2 separate regions of the Mus musculus genome follow, and region 2 is linked to region 1. The links are chromatin contacts, called in public Hi-C maps. All regions are on one chromosome and are shown on one strand. The core of a region is the stretch at or near the end of the contact, and the rest is flanking DNA. Distances in the headings are between cores, read along the strand shown.

Region 1 (7,778 bases), core at 2,474-4,973:
ATTTTTTCCCCTTCTTGACATAGAGTCTTACATAGCCCAGGCTGTCCCCAAACTCTCTACATAGCCAAGGTTGATGGAACTCCTGATCTTCCTGAGGGAAGGAAGCCTGCAGAACACAGCTGATTCATGTGCTGGGGATCGAACCCAGAACCTCACACATGCTTCAGAAGCACTCCAGCAGCTGAGCCACACCACCAGCCCCGAAGTCTCCAGGTCCTTGGTGTTTGGCAATGAGGTCCCAGAACCTCCATTTACTGGTCAGTTATTTATGAGAGTCCACTCCAGTTTTGTAATCAGAAAATCTCCCAGTCTTTGCTTGGTGGCTAGGCTCTTCTGTTGCGTCATGTCCTCGATAATTCTGAAGGCCACTGACAGCTCAGCCCTAGCCTTCACTTCCTTCACAGACAGGACAGAGCATCAAGGTGAGTCAGCTCAGAACTGTGGAACTTCCTCAGGTCATTCTTGCAGAAGATCAGACCTCAGGCACATGCCCCACCCTGGACATGTGCTTTCAAACGCAGGAAGCTGCTTGCTCTAGTCTCTACCTTCAAGCTTATTGGTGAGCCACTTAGTTAGCACCCAGGGCTGTTGGCTCGCTCAGGCAGGAGCCGTCACAGCCTCTAATGGTTTCAACAAATGTCCCGGAGGAAAAAGCTTTCTGTGAGAGGCTCCAGGTTCCCAGTCAACACAAATGCAGTCTGTCCAGAGGTGGGATGATGACTGTGCCTAGGAGCCAGGTTCTGAAGGTTTCCTCCACAGGTCTGCCTCTCTCTGCTCCCGGTCACGTATGACTTCACTCTCTCAAGGTTACTGCAGAGCCCAGGAAGGAGAAATGGGGATCCAGCAGGCTACAGTGCTGCGATCTCATCGGTTTTAGCCAGTCCAGCCATTTCTCCTCGAGTCTCCAGATTGCTACGAACTGAAGCTAATTTTCAGAGCTCTAAGGATGTGGATTCCCTTTTAGGGGAGAACTTTGAAATCATTTAATAGTCCCTTCCTGACATTCCACAAACATCGCTGCTTTAAAGTTGGTTTAAAAACAAGTTATGAGATGAGATTTCATGTAGCCCTGGCTAGCCTTGAACTCACTGCCTCACAAAAGATGACCTTGAACCCATAATCCACTTGCTTCTACCTCTCAGGTTCTGGGATTATAGGCTTGTACCACAATGTCTAGTTTCATACCACCTTAGGGTTCCAAATCAGGGCTTTTTACAAACGACAGACAAACACTACACTACCAAGTGAACATTGCCACCCCCAAAAATCCTTTTAAAAATTGATTCAGTGTGTGTGTGTGTGTGAGAGAGAGAGAGAGAGACAGACAGACAGACAGAGAGGTGGAGTTGGTTCTCTCTTTCACCTTTATGTGGTTTGGGAATAAAGTTTGGTCACTAAACTTGTGCATGAAAATGTCCTTACTCCTGGAACCATTTCACTGCCCCCCCCCCGAAGTACTTTTTCCCCTAAATTTAATAATTTATGCAGTGTGAGGTGTAGGTGAGGTTTGATGCGTCCACCTTTGAAAGTGTGCTTTCCTGGTGACAGCCGCCGGCATTACTGGCCTCAGTTGGGGGAAGGATTTTAATTGAGCTTACTCGTCACAGAGGATTCACGTTTGTCCATTCCAGTCTTCTCTTGAGGTCTGTCTTTAGCATGTCATCCCTTTCCATATTAATCCCTTGAAATTGCAGACTGTACTGAGGTACCTCTGTTACAAGTCAACTGAGTTTAGAAGCATGGAGATCTCTTTCCTTGCCTATCAAGTTCTGAGAAATACTACTTACCAGTAGTGTTTTCATGGGTGTGGGCTCCACAGATGATTTTACTGGGACTTTGTGTAGTGATAGAGAGCTTCCCCGACACATGTTCAATTATATTCGTCATATATATATATACACACACACACACACACACACACACACACACACACACATATATATATATACAGACACACATATATATACACATATATATATGAATGATATTCGATTGATTTATTTTATATATATGAGTGTTTTGCCTGCATGTATATATGTGCATTATGTGTAGGTCTTGTAAGAGTGTGTGGTGCAGAAAATGAAGCCAGGTCCTCACAGAGGTGAGAAGAAGGTGTTGGATCCCTTAGAACCGGAGTTATAGATGGCTAAGAGGCACACGTTGAAGATGCCTGGATTCAAACTTCAATTCTTTGCAAAAACAAGTGCTTTTAACTCCTGAGCCTTCTCTCCAGGCCCTACTTTTAATTCTTAAAAATGTATTTAAATGGGCTGGTGAGATGGCTCAGTGGGTAAAAGCACCCGACTGCTCTTCCAAAGGTCAGGAGTTCAAATCCCAGCAACCACATGGTGGCTCACAACCATCCGTAATGAGATCTGACTCCCTCTTCTGGAGTGTCTGAGGACAGCTACGATGTACTTGCATATAATAAATAAATAAATAAATAAATAAATAAATAAATCTAAAAAAATGTATTTAAATTTTGTTTATTTCTGTGTGTATGGGTGAGTGTGCGTGTGTGCGTGTGTGTATGTATGTATGTATGTATGTGCATGTGTTAGTGTGATTAATGTCAAGTGTTATTAAAGGCCCTCAACTTTTCTACCTTTATGTTTACAGACAGAGTCTCTCACCAAATCTCATCAATTCTTCGAGTATAGCTTGCTAATGAGCTACAGGTTCCCTCCCATCTCTGCCCGCCCCCACCCCGTGGCAGGAGTCAGAGGTGCATGCTGCCTGCCTGCCCAGCTTTCTCTGTGGGTGCTGCAGATCTGAACATAGCTCCTCATGCTTGCACCGCAGGCAATTTACCGACTGAGCGATCCACCAAGCCCTGTGTCTAAACCTTCAGTGATGTGGGACGAGTATAAAAAGCTTAAACTGACTTGTCATTCAAACAATATCAGTGAAGCCAAGGCATCTTTGCCGCAATATAGGTTCTGCTGATGAGCAGGGATCTGCCTTTCTAATTTGCCTGGGGCTATTAAGAAACATTTTAAGTATACAGTAAAATCTAATTTCCAAACACTTATTATAATAGCTAGTGAAAGAGAGCCCTTCTGCTTTAGAGAAACTTCAGTCTTCTCTCTGAGCGCAAAACATCTCAATAAAACTTCCGAACTTTAACAAGCCCTCCATATCTGTGTGATATGGCAAGTTGAGGTGTTTTACCTGATCTGGACAGAACACCATGGTACTGATTGAAGTCCACAAGCGTAAACCCAGCGTTAATAGTGCTGGCTCAACACACACTTGAATGGTTCAGATACTTTCCCGAAAATAACTACTGGTAAATGATACAAGTTTCCTTAGGCTTAAGGTCCTTGCATTTCTGAAGACGGCATGTGCTTCTCAGCTAAGCCTGTTCAGCTGTCACTCATCCTAGGAGTGTCCACTTCCAAGTGATTAATCTTCCTCTCAGCCCCCCTCTTGTCTTCCTCTTCATTTTGAACCAGAGTCTTTACTGAGCTGTTCAGGTTTGTAAGAAACGATTGATGCGAGCAGTTCTCAGCCCTTAGCTTTTCCAACAGCAGCAGACCAGGTCTTCACGTCTATGTGCAGTACCGGGAAATGGCGCCTGGCTCCCACATGTCAGGCAAGTCTTTCACCAATGGAGCCCCAACCCCGGCCCCTCTTCAGCTTCTTTAAAAATACCCTCACCTGTTGTTGTTCCATGCAAACTATTCATGGAGGCAAATTCTTCAGCCTGTACTCCACAGTCAGCACGGAGCTCCCAGAGAACAGCTGAACATCAAAGTAGGCCTCGTTTTTAAAGGACGAGTCACCATTCTCCATGTGTGCCAATATTTTCAAACAAGTCCGTCTCCCCCCCCCCCCAACCCTGGATACATTTATTTGGCTGTTTCAATTTTTCCATGAACTCAAATATATCAACAGCCTTCCTAATTGGCTGGCAAATAGATGCTTGCAAACTCATTCTCATAGGGGGGCTTTGTCATTTTTGTGTGTTTCTTTATGGTGTGCATTACCATGTGATGTGATGTGATGTGATGTGATGTGATGTGATGTGCGTGTGTGTGTGTCTGTGTGTGTGGTATGCATAGGCATATATACTGTGCATGGTATGCATATGTGTGGGGTGTACATGTGTGTATGCCTGATGTGAGTGTGTGCATGTGTGTGTGTGCATGTTTGTGTGTGCATGTGTGTGTGTGTGTGTGCATGTGTGGTGTGTATGTGTGGTGTGCATGTGTGTGTGCATATGTGGTGTGCATGTGTGTGGTGTGCATGTGTGTGCACACTGAATCTGGTGCTTGCTGTTTCTGAGTCTGGCTGACCTATGACTCCCCCCCACCCCCCGCACCTCTCGGCCCCTGATCTGCCTGTCTTTGCTCTACCCCAGTGCTAGTGTTACAAGCATGTGCTGCCACACCCAGGTCTTACTGAGTTCTGGGGACTTGAACCCAAGTCCACATACTTGAGCTATTAGCGCTTTACTCATCGCACTGTGTTCCCAGCCCTCGTTTTGATTTTTTTGTGATGAAATCTCACAGCGATGTGATCTGCAGTGCTAATGTCTCCAGTCTCCACTTGTTTAGCTATGACGTCATTGCAGAAGAAGCACCACATATCTCCATGCAATCCCATAGTAATACAAGCCATACTGGTTACACTCTACAAGCACAAGAAAGACTACTTTGGTCTTTTCTTGATGTAGCATGAAGGATACCTGCTCATCTTTTTTAAATGCCGTTGGCTCCTGGTAACTGCAATAGTCCCAGTGGTGATTCCTATGAGTATAAAAGCAAATCAGCCAAAATACCAGCATGGGCTGGGGCATTATAAAGTCCCATCCCTATCAGATGAGCCACTGGCAATTTATCGTTGCTGGGACAGTCAGCTTTCGTCAGGAATGTGGGCCTGAGATGCTCCCTGTGCTCCAGGAGGTGCTCCATACCATGCATACACAGCACCACAGGGACTCAGTGAGAAATTCAGTGTATGGGGTATGTGAAGCCTGGAGGCGAGAGCTGGCGCAGGGGAAGAATTGAAGGTGAGAGTGGGAAAGGAGACTGGATCCACGCACATTATATGTGTGTATGTATAGTAAAGAAAACATTTAATAGAAAACCCTCTCCAGTGGAAGGCAAGTAGACGTCAGACAACTGAAAACTGAACCCTCCCAGACTTACTCTCCAAGTGAGTCTGTGTGGACTATGGTGGACCCACCTTCTAGATTTCACATTTAAGAGAAAGCCTACAGCGTTTGTCTTTCTGAATCCAGCTTAATCCACTCACATGGTGACCTTGAGTTCCACACTTTTTCCGGCCACTAGCACGGTTCATTCTTCAGAGCCATGGTTGAAGAAGAAAGTCCTTGACAAGATGGAACAGCTGAGGGCTAGAGACATGCTTTGGCATAAGATCAAGAAAAGAATCCAAAGATGTTAGGACACAAGAACAGCCAACAGGAGCTGCCCTGTGGCTCTCACTCATTCCACTACCCCACCTTGCTATGTCTCCAAGACAGCCTGGGGTTGTCTGTCCTTTTGCCTTGAGGACTAGGTTGGCAGGAAGATGGTGTGTTATGGAGTGGGCTCTGACAGGGACGCCGGAGACCACATCCCTGACCTCAATGGAGATGAACACAGTGGGTAACTTGGCCAAGGAGGCCCTCATCATGTGCCAGAAGCAAAGTAGACTTACTTATCATGATTGGCAGCAAGGCAGGCAAGCTTATTTGGTTTCACAAAGTGGTACAATGCCCAGAGAGCTTTCACCATGGTTAATTAATTAGAGAGTTCCCAGGAATTAAAACCATGGGTGGCCCATCTAGTCTCTGACCATAAAATAAAGTCCAGATCAACGGAAATGAGGCTTGGATTGAGGAAATCAAAACCCAAGGAAGCCAGGACCTATTGTTTAATCCCTTGTGATGGGTTCCTTCAGTGTCTCTTCAGTGTCAGTGGGTGTCAGGGAGTCTTGACATCCACGTGAAGATAAAGGGAAACAGCAGTGTGTGTGCGTGTCTCTATGTGTGTCTCCGTGCTCAGGAACATGTATATCTATGTGTGTGTATGCACTCATGTCTGTGTGTGTGCGTGTGCATGTGCATGTCTGTATCTGTGTGTCTGCATGCTCAGGAGTGTGTATGTGTGTGTGCGTGCATGCATGTCTGTCTGTGTGCATGTGTGTGTATGTGTGTGTGCATGTGCATGCATGTCTGTCTGTGTACATGTGTGTGCATGTGTGTGTGTGCATGTGCATGTGTGTGTGCATGTCTCTATGTGTGTCTGCGTGCTCAGGAGCATGTATGGGTATCTATGTGTGTATGCATTCATGTTTGTCTGTGTGCGTGTGCATATGTGTGTGTGTGTGTGTGTGTGTAGGTCAGAGGACAAACTTGAATGTTGGACTTTATCTCCCACCTTGTTTGAAGCGATGTTTCTCTTGCTCATTGCTGTTAGCCTATATTCTCCTATAGCTGCCTCTCATCTCCCTGTAGGCCTGCTAGACTGCACAGGTTCTGAACATCTGAGCTCAGGTGCTCATGCTTGCATGTTGAGCATCTTAACCACTGAGCCCTCTGCCCAGCCCAGGCCCTGGTTCTTCTTCCTCGGATTTCTCCAAAGAGAAACATGCTCAGGGAAATGGGCATGCTCTGGCCTTAGGTCTACTGAGTCCTAGGCCCAAGTTACTACAGCTGTCAGAATCTGAGGAGTCCTGGCGTCACCATATTCTGCCATTGAGAGAGTTCACTGCTCGGCTAAGGTATGGAGTAGGTAGGCCTACTGTAGTCACTGCTAAGAAGAGCCTGGAATTCCCCTGATCCCTCCACCTCATAAATAGCATACAAAATAAATATGGCATCTCTGAGGAAAATATGGATTGTGAACATCAATGAGTTGGAATGATTATGCTTGGTGGTTGTCAGGACATCCTACTGATTCTGCAGGTCTACACACAACACAGCACTGCTCACTGCTCAACCCACAACACAGCACTGCTCACTGCTCAGCCTGCAACACCCCAGGACACTCATGGCTCAGCCCTTAATCCCCGACTCTACCCACCCTTCAGTCATTACACAGGGTGACTGGAGTTCAGCATAAGCTGAGTGTAGAAGTTTCTCCTATCATGGATTCCATCCAGACTTCTGTATTCTACTTCCTGGAGAGAATTAGCAGCACGCCTGGAAACTGGTAAGTGTGTGTATCTGAGTGTGTGTGTGTGTGTGTGTGTGTGTGTGTGTGTGTGCATTTGTGTGAAGACCAGAAGTCAATCTCAAGTCTCACTCCTCTGGAGCTACCCATTTTGCCTTTTCAAGGTTTCTCACTGGTCTTGAACTCATGCAGGAGGCGGGGCTGCCTAGCCAGGGAGCCCTAGAGCCCCCCCTGTCTCCTGTTCCCCAGAGCTGAGATTCCAAGTATGTGCCATCAGGCCGGCCTTCTCATAAGCTGGGGAAGTGCTCCAGCTTGAGTGGCAAGTGTTTTCTGGCTGGGGCCTGTTCACAGCTCTGGCGTGCTTCTTTGATTGACATTCTCAACAGAAAAAGGATGCTCAAAGATGTGCTTCTGTTCTGTTCCCAAGTTTGGCTGCAGATTCAGGAGGCACAGAATTCTAACATGAGCGGGGTAGTAGGAGTTGCACTCAGCTTGGGGTGGGATTACAGCTGGATGAAACTTTACACTTGGGAAAGGGAGATCGGAGCATGGGGATTACCTGTGGGGAGTTTTTAACGTCAAATATGTCGGGATTATAAGGCCATATCTGTGGGCAGACCCGGAAGTCCAGGCCAACCAGCCCGGAGCATCTCG
Region 2 (7,778 bases), core at 2,880-5,379, 400 kb after region 1:
CTTGAATTAAGTGAAGTGCTTCTTAAAAAAAAATTAAAAATAAATAAAACCTGTGGTTTTCATCAATTTCCAGACTACCAATAGGAAATGTTCCCTGACAGGCTTATTCAGACACTTCCGTCAAGCACATGTCATTTCAAGGTTTCTAAAGGTCCAAAACATCTTTATTTCTCTTCTGATTTCATGGTCCAAGAAATGGATGAGAGAAGAGACTAGTCAGTGGGGAAATTCACATTGTGTGGGAAGGGACAGCCCCTCCCTCAGTCACAGCAGAACTGTAAGAGTCAGAGGTCAATGGCATTGTTGCCATGGGGATACTCTAAAGCCCATTCCCCTACAGCTGGGATCCAGATTTCCCTGGGATCAGAGTCTTGTTTCCAAACTGACCTTCCACATTGTAAGTATTTGTTTCATTAGCATTCATTAGCAGGGGACATATTTTAAGTTAGTAAATGATTTACCTTGGGACATAGGACCTGAGTCCCAGCTCCTAGATGTAGAACAGATCAGGACCCCAGGCTTGTCAGTAAATAGTCTTCAAAGACAATTGGTGGCAATAGAGATGCATCCTGTTGGGTCTTTTGTAGAACACTATGGTGGGTGAAGTCTGAGGGGCTTGCTTTTGTCACTTGATACCAAGTTGGTGCTTAAAAACCAGAAGCCATTCTTAGACTGCCCTCTTTCCTGGGTGCTCTTGAGCTAAAAATTGAATGAAACTTCCGAGTGGCCATAAGGTCTGACATGATCCATCCCCAGTCTCATTTTACCAAGCTTCTTGACTAGCTCAGTGGTCCCTCCTTTGTTGTTTCTTGAACCTCTACCCAGCTCATGACCTTCACTTAGACTGTTTTCTTTCTAGAATGTTCTCCTCTTTTCTTCAGCTCTGCTCACGAGACTACATCTACTCTATTCCTACCCAACCAGGTCAAAACCTGGTGAGTTTGTCGCGACAGCATTCCTCATGGTCATCTCTGTGCTCTAGTCTCAGAGCAAAGCTGTATCTGGAGCAGTTCAGGGATCAAGGCAGCCCTGTCACCCAACCATGATTTCCCAAATACTTAGCAGAGATGTCCCTGAGCCACTTCGTATGTCCTGCAGCAGCTTGGACCACCTCCCCAATAAGCTTGTTTCCTCATGTCCAACATCTTATATCCCATAGTGTCTCCACAGAGCTATTCAAGTTCAGCTAGGGCCTTGATTCTACCACATGTAGCCTGTACAGTATGGACATGGTGAATTTTCTCTCTGGAAAGGGTAGGGCAAGGTATCACTTGAGGACAGAGACACCATTACTAATTCACCAATATCCCCTGGGCAAGCTTACCTTGCCTTTGGGATTATTTCTCATCCTCCCTGTTTGCCAAAGGTGGAGCTAGTGTGTGCTCTGTTTGCTGCTTAGACGAGCACCTGGTACTTGGTTGAGCCCAGTGAACATCTGTTGAGTGAATGAAGACACAGAGATGAGCCAAGATGGTCCTCGCCTTGTGGGACTTGGAGTCTAGTGGGAAAGGAAGTAAGCAAAAGAAGCATTGCCCAGGTGCTAGGTGATTGGTTATTATGCAGCCAGGATGTAGGAAGGCTCCTCTGCAGATAGGTGCAGAACAGATACCTGTGCCCTGATGAGCCACTCCTTGCTGGTCTTCGTCAATTACCTTCACTCTCACATATGTCTCTTCATGTATACATATAGTACATGTCTCAAGTGTGGTGTGTGTGTGTGTGTGTGTGTGTGTGTGTGTGTGTGTGTGTGTGTGTGTGTGTTTAATCCTGTGGTTGAATATGTGTGAGAGGTGAGGGGGCATACATACATAAGTTTGTGTGTACATGTGGAGGCCAGAGATGATCACCTTCAACTATTCTTCCTCAAGAGTCATCCACCTTGTTTGCTGAGACAGAGTCTCTTGCTGACTAGGCTGATTGGATATCCAATCCCAGGGATCTTTCAGTTCTACTCCTTAAACTAGAATCACTAGCAAGAGCCACCATACCTCACGCTTTCACCTAGCTTTTGGGGATCAAGCCTAGGTCCTTGCTCCTTTGAAGCAAGCACTGTGCCACTGAGCTAGCTCCCCTCTGCCCATGTTTGTAGTGTTTCCATCTGAAGAAGTTTCCCTAGGGCTTCTAAGAGTCCCACAGGCCCTGGGGACTGACATCTGCTGGGCTGCCTGCTGTGTGAAGCCAAGGCACATTGAGTAGATGAGAGGGTGGATACATAACCCACACTGAATGGCTACTGGGAAGTGGCATAAAATGCTCTGCAAAGTAGATTATTTTTCTTTGTAACTGTGTGTGGAGTTTGGCATAGTACAAGTGGCAAAGATAATAATTTGAATTTCCTCATGATTTCTTTTAATTTTGGATTTTATTAGGGAGGAATTATTCATTTGGCTTGTACACATTAAATTTTATTCAACTCATATGATTGCATATTAATAGAGTTACAGCTTGCTTACTGCCCTAATGCTATGTTTTCAAGGGACTTGATGAAGAATTTCTCAATTTTGTTATGCAAGGTTGTTTTCTCTGTCCTTTACTTTGTTCTGAACTCCAGATCCAATAGACTCTATTTATTTGAGCCCTCAAAAGGCTCCTGGGCAACAGTAACTTACCTTGAAGGACATGCCTCGGGGGTACAGTGGCTCTGGGTGGCCACCATTGCTTCTTATTGTCCAAGTGTTGGCTAAATTTGCTTGATCAGCTTTGGAAGATGAAGCAGAATGCTGAATGTTTATGTTCTCTTTCTGTCCTCTCCATGCTGCTTTACTGTAGGTCCTCCTGTACGAGATGGCTCAGCAGTTCAGCTCACTAGCTGCTTTTGTAGAAGACCCAAGTTCAACTCCCAGTACCTACTCACATGGTGGTTCACAACCATCTCTAACTTCAATCCCAGGGGATCCGATACTTTCTTCTAATCTTCATGGGCACCAAGCATGGGTATAGTACACATACACGTGTGCAGGCAAAACACTCACACATAGAATAAAAATGAATGAGTCTAATAAAAAAAAAGAAGCACCCCCAACTTTAAAAAAGGAACAAGTTCCTGTCTAAGTTCTTGGATGACTTAACAGGATATCTGTCCATTCCAACACAGATGGGGCTCCATCCAAGTCCAGCCTGGTGAACTAATGAACTTATTGGGGTTTCTTAAAGAAGTGTGGTGACTTGTGACCAGCTATGAGTCCTATCCACCACAGCAAAGACACTAAGGAAAAGATGTATCATCAAAGAGTCTGTCTTTGGCCAGCTTTTTACTTCTTAGATAAGTGCAGGGAAATGCTTGGCCTTGTGATGGTGGTCTTTTGATTATTGACATGCCCATGAGCCTCTCCTCTCTCTCCACATGAAATATTCATAGGGTACATCAGGTGAGGGCCACCTCTCAGTGATCACTGAGTGTATTCTGATTCGAGGGGCTGGTGATCATAGGCAACCTGGAAGACAGCTACACACCGTTTACAAAAGTAAAGTTCCTCTCCCCCAAGTCTATAGGTCATGGGGTGGTCTGCTTAGCTGAGCAATGCTTTGGTGATCTCTGCTGGAACTTCTGGGTGTCTGCAGGGTAGCTTGACTGGATGATCCAGTGTGGCCTTGGCAAGGGTGACTTGACTCTGCTTCATGGAGTCATTCATCTTTCAGAAAGTTTCCCTGGGCTTTTCCTTAAGGTTGAGACAGAGGCATTGGTGAGAAGAAAGCAAATGGTCTGCGGATCCAAGATGCTTCCACTTTGAATTATTCAAAGTAAGTGGCAAGGCATTTCTAATCAAGAGGCATGGGGGAAAGCTACCTCCTAGTAGCAAGGAGCCAGACAATTACCTAAAGGGCATAGGCATGGAAAAGAGGGGAATTGGTAATTAAACGTATTTGTATCTGTCACAGCCCAGGAGCAACTGTAGCATTGTGTGTCCTATTTTAAGGGAGTGTTTATTCCCTCTGGGAACTATGACTCCACTCCACTCACATTTTGTTTGGTTCTTATTGAGTAGTCCATGTTACCTTGCTACTTTGACCTTAGGGCAAGGATACAATGTGTAGATGGGCCGGAAGGCCTCTCCCAGCCTCAGGCTGTGCAGGATCAATGTGCAAATACTGCCCCTGGTGGTCAAGAAGTGCTGACTACTGGCAAACAGTAGTCTCTGCTGCCATGTTTGACCAGCTGTTGTCTAAGCGTGTGAACCAACCTCAGGGCTCCAGTTTCTTTGGGAGCACCCTCAGGAAATGGCATCCATTCTTCTTGTGTTGGTTGGTGTCCAGGACTCAGAACCAAGCTTATCTTCAGGGGAAATATGTCTAATAATTTAATTAATGATGCAAGACCATTTTTTAAATTGAGGCGGGGAAGAGGATAGGAGGGAAAAAGAAAAGAAGATTTGGCTGGCAGTTTGGGGTCTCCTCAGGAATAAAGTTACCCTGTAGTCCCCTTTCTGGTGTCAAATATCCAGGCTGTTATACTACTAACAAATGAGTAACCCAAGACATGGAAGGACAAGGACACAGATCTTTCTCAGAACTTTGAAACACCCCCATTCCCTGTTAGAGCAATTAAACCGTGTGGACTCAGGACTAGAGGGGCTGTGAATGGGTTTTCTGTGGACACTGGAGTATTTGAAATAGGACACTGTAGCCTAGGAAGGGACTTCTGGGCATTGGAATTCCTGGGCCCAGATGGTGGGAAAAGCCTCAGAAGACCTTGGGATTTGGGTCCTCGAAGGCAGCTGAACTGCAGCTGTGGGGTTGGAATTGGAGCTGGCCACAGGTGGCGCCACCTGTTCCTCTTACCAAGTTTTTCCCACTCCTGTCACTGAGGCCTAGTCTTTATCCCCTTCCCAGGGCTGGGGACTGTGGGAAAAGAATGGGGGAATAGACCATTTGCTGAAAGGATTAGGGAGATGGGCGTTCAGTCTGGAAGCCTTCCAGGATTCAGGACTGACAGCCCAGAAGACCAGAGTGTATCCTGTTTGCAGTGGTAGCTGATGGAGCCATCCTCTGATGTCACTTTCTGCACCTGCAGTAGTAAATGGTCAACAGTGTGATGTGGCTTCCACAAATTCAGAGTTTATAATTGTTCTGACAGGGTGTGGACTGGATCATCGTTTCGAATTATCTATGAAAAAGCAAATTAGGAGCCTAATCCTGCTTGCATGGGACATGCCCACTTACTGGGACAAGCTCCCTCCCTGCCATCCACAGCATCTGTTGCTCTGTTATAAATTAATAAGGTAATTGCCAGTGAGTCTTCTGGTGGGTGGCTTTCTTCTCATTCCTGTTTTAAAGCCATACAAGGGGCTGGGGAGGCAGTTCAGCTGGTAAAATGCCCACCGTCTAAGCAATCAGAACCTGCGTGCCCATTCTCATCATTCACCTCAAAGGCAGACAAGGTGCCAGGAGGCTGTAAAGGCCACCACTGAGCAGGCTGAAGGCAAGCTGATCCCTGAAGCTCATTGGTCAGCTAGTGTTGGCGATTTATGTTTGGTAAGAGACCCTGTCTCAAAAAGTCAAATGGAGACCAGTCAAGGAAGACACCAGACATTGACCTCTGGCCTTCACAAGACGTACATGTGTGTACACCACATGAATATGTATATACTCCACAGCATTCAAATGACACCAGAAATAATGATGTTGTCATAAGTAAGGTCACAGACAATAGGTACTCACTGGGCTTCTTGTACCACAAGGTCTTCTCCACTCAGACAGGCTGTGCAGATGGACTGGACAGGAGTTAAGGGCTTCTGTCTCTATCTTTTGACATGAAAAATGAGTGTGTCTATGAAACCAGAGGCCTCTTGCCAACACATAGCACCAACATGAAGGTACCCAGAGAACCAGAGATGAAGGACTTCATGCTAGACCCAGAGGGCTAAATCCTCCGGAGGATCAAATAACAAAGATTTAAGATCACATATCACTACCATACGTCAGGTCACTGCACACAGGGTCATGGGGTGAAACACGTCAAGGCAGAGGGGATGAAATATATGGCTGTGGCATGGAGTGAGGCCTCATCCCCAAGGGCCTATTGTGCACAGCTGCTCCTGTTCAAAAGGAAAAGGAGATAAATAAAAGTAGGCACACTTAGCTGGGTATGATAGCACACTTATGTAATCCTGGTACTCAGAAAGGTGAGAGAGCAGGCTATAGAGTTCAAAGCTAGCCTGGAGCACATAGGGACAGCCTGCCTCAGAACTAACCAACTAAACTAACTAACTAACTAACTAACTAGCCAACCGATCCATCAACCACTTAAGTAAGTCAGTCAGTCAGTCTTAAATGTTTTCATCAGAACTAATGATCCAATGTTGGGTGAAATGGATAAGTCTACCTTGATTTAGACATTGCAAAATAATATATGCATTAAAATTCTATGGGGGTGTTTCCGGAAAAGATAACTCAGTGGTTGAGAGCACCTACTGTTTTTCCAGAGGACCTGGGTTCAATTCCCAGCATTCACATGGTGTTCACAACTGTCTATAACTCCACAAATAAAATAAAAAGTTAAAAATCATGTGATTTCTAAATATTAATTTAAAATTTTTACTTTATTTATATGAGTGTATGTCATGTGGCAACCCATTAATACAAACAATGTTATGCCTTCTCTATTGGTTAAAAATAAATAAATAAACAATGTCACGCAGTGATGGCACACGCCTTTAATCCCAGCACTTAGGAGGCAGAGGCAGGCAGATCTCTGAGTTTGAGGACAGAGCAGAAAGAGTGGGTTCTAGGACAGCCAGGGCTACACAGCAAAAGCCTGTCTGGACACTGCCCCCTCCCCAAAAGAAAAGTAACATAACCTATTCCTATTGTACCTTGAATTTTAGAACTGTGAGAAAATTAATTCCTGCTTGTTTTTGTTTTAATCTAGACACATATTCACAAAGGCGTTCCAGATTTAACCAATAAAAGTAAAGCAAACTCAGTGAACCTAAATCTCAGACGAAGAATAAGGAAAATGTCGGTATAAGTATGTTTCACACAGCAACTGGGACATGTGCTGAGAAACCAATCACTGTCTGAAATTCAAAGACTATGTTGGCCCATGCTTTTAGCTGGCAATTCTAAATCAAAAGGAGGCTATCCCCATAGCATGAGAGACATCAGCCTCCTGGGCTTTATCCTTTCGTACTTAGTGAAAAACAAACCTTTTCTTTTTAAGTAATAAAACTTATTTTGGCATTTTTAACCCCAGCCACAGGACAAAGGGAGCTGTCGTTCACATGACTTACTGGTACACACACAAACTGAAACGATCCGTACAGATACAGTTTGTCAAAACGAACAAAGAGCTTAAAAATATTCACACTCCAGCTTTTGATTATAGAGATATCCAGCAGGCTACTTAACATCAGGAAATACCTAGGAGCAAACACTGCTTAAGTGACAGCAACAATTGACAGATCCCTTTTAAGTTCTCCAGGCATCCTTGGATGGAGGTTTACTTGACGTCACAAACAGGTAAGTAAAGAATACAAGTCCTGTCTTCTTGTGCAGTGACTGTGTGGCCTTAATGGGGATTTCCAGAAGTGAATGTCACAGAAATATTCTAGTCCTGGCATGCAGTTCAAGACACCAGGGGAGGTCTGGGAGCCCTAGGCTGTAGATCAGTGGTTCTCTGACTTGATTTCCCCACCTGTGATGTGAGATAATTGCGACCTTCTGAATGGGATGATGGTGCCATCTGTGTGAACTAGGATGCATTAGTGCTTTAGGATGGCACCTGTGGAGCATGAGTGGAGAAAAAGATGGCCTTCCCTGAAGCCCAGAGGACAAGGTCT

What was found. Hi-C and Micro-C count contacts between places; a contact is called where the count stands out from the background.
Region 2: a Hi-C map of myocytes shows a contact between it and region 1, with 3 times the contacts expected there. The contact joins two enhancer-like sites. A contact is called at or near these places in 2 of 484 Hi-C or Micro-C datasets (the G1E-ER4 cell line and myocytes).

What each region holds. Positions count from the first base shown.
Region 1 is chr2:174,393,183-174,400,960 of GRCm38.p6, forward strand. No RefSeq gene overlaps it. Among named protein-coding and RNA genes, the nearest start is that of Nelfcd, 19 kb to the right of the region's middle. Within about 2 kb of position 3,724, at least 4 of the 459 cell types and tissues checked have an H3K27ac peak or open chromatin away from gene starts, as enhancers often do. A contact at or near this core is called in myocytes, where this site is marked.
Region 2 is chr2:174,793,087-174,800,864 of GRCm38.p6, forward strand. No RefSeq gene overlaps it. Among named protein-coding and RNA genes, the nearest start is that of Edn3, 36 kb to the left of the region's middle. Within about 2 kb of position 4,130, at least 4 of the 459 cell types and tissues checked have an H3K27ac peak or open chromatin away from gene starts, as enhancers often do. A contact at or near this core is called in myocytes, where this site is marked.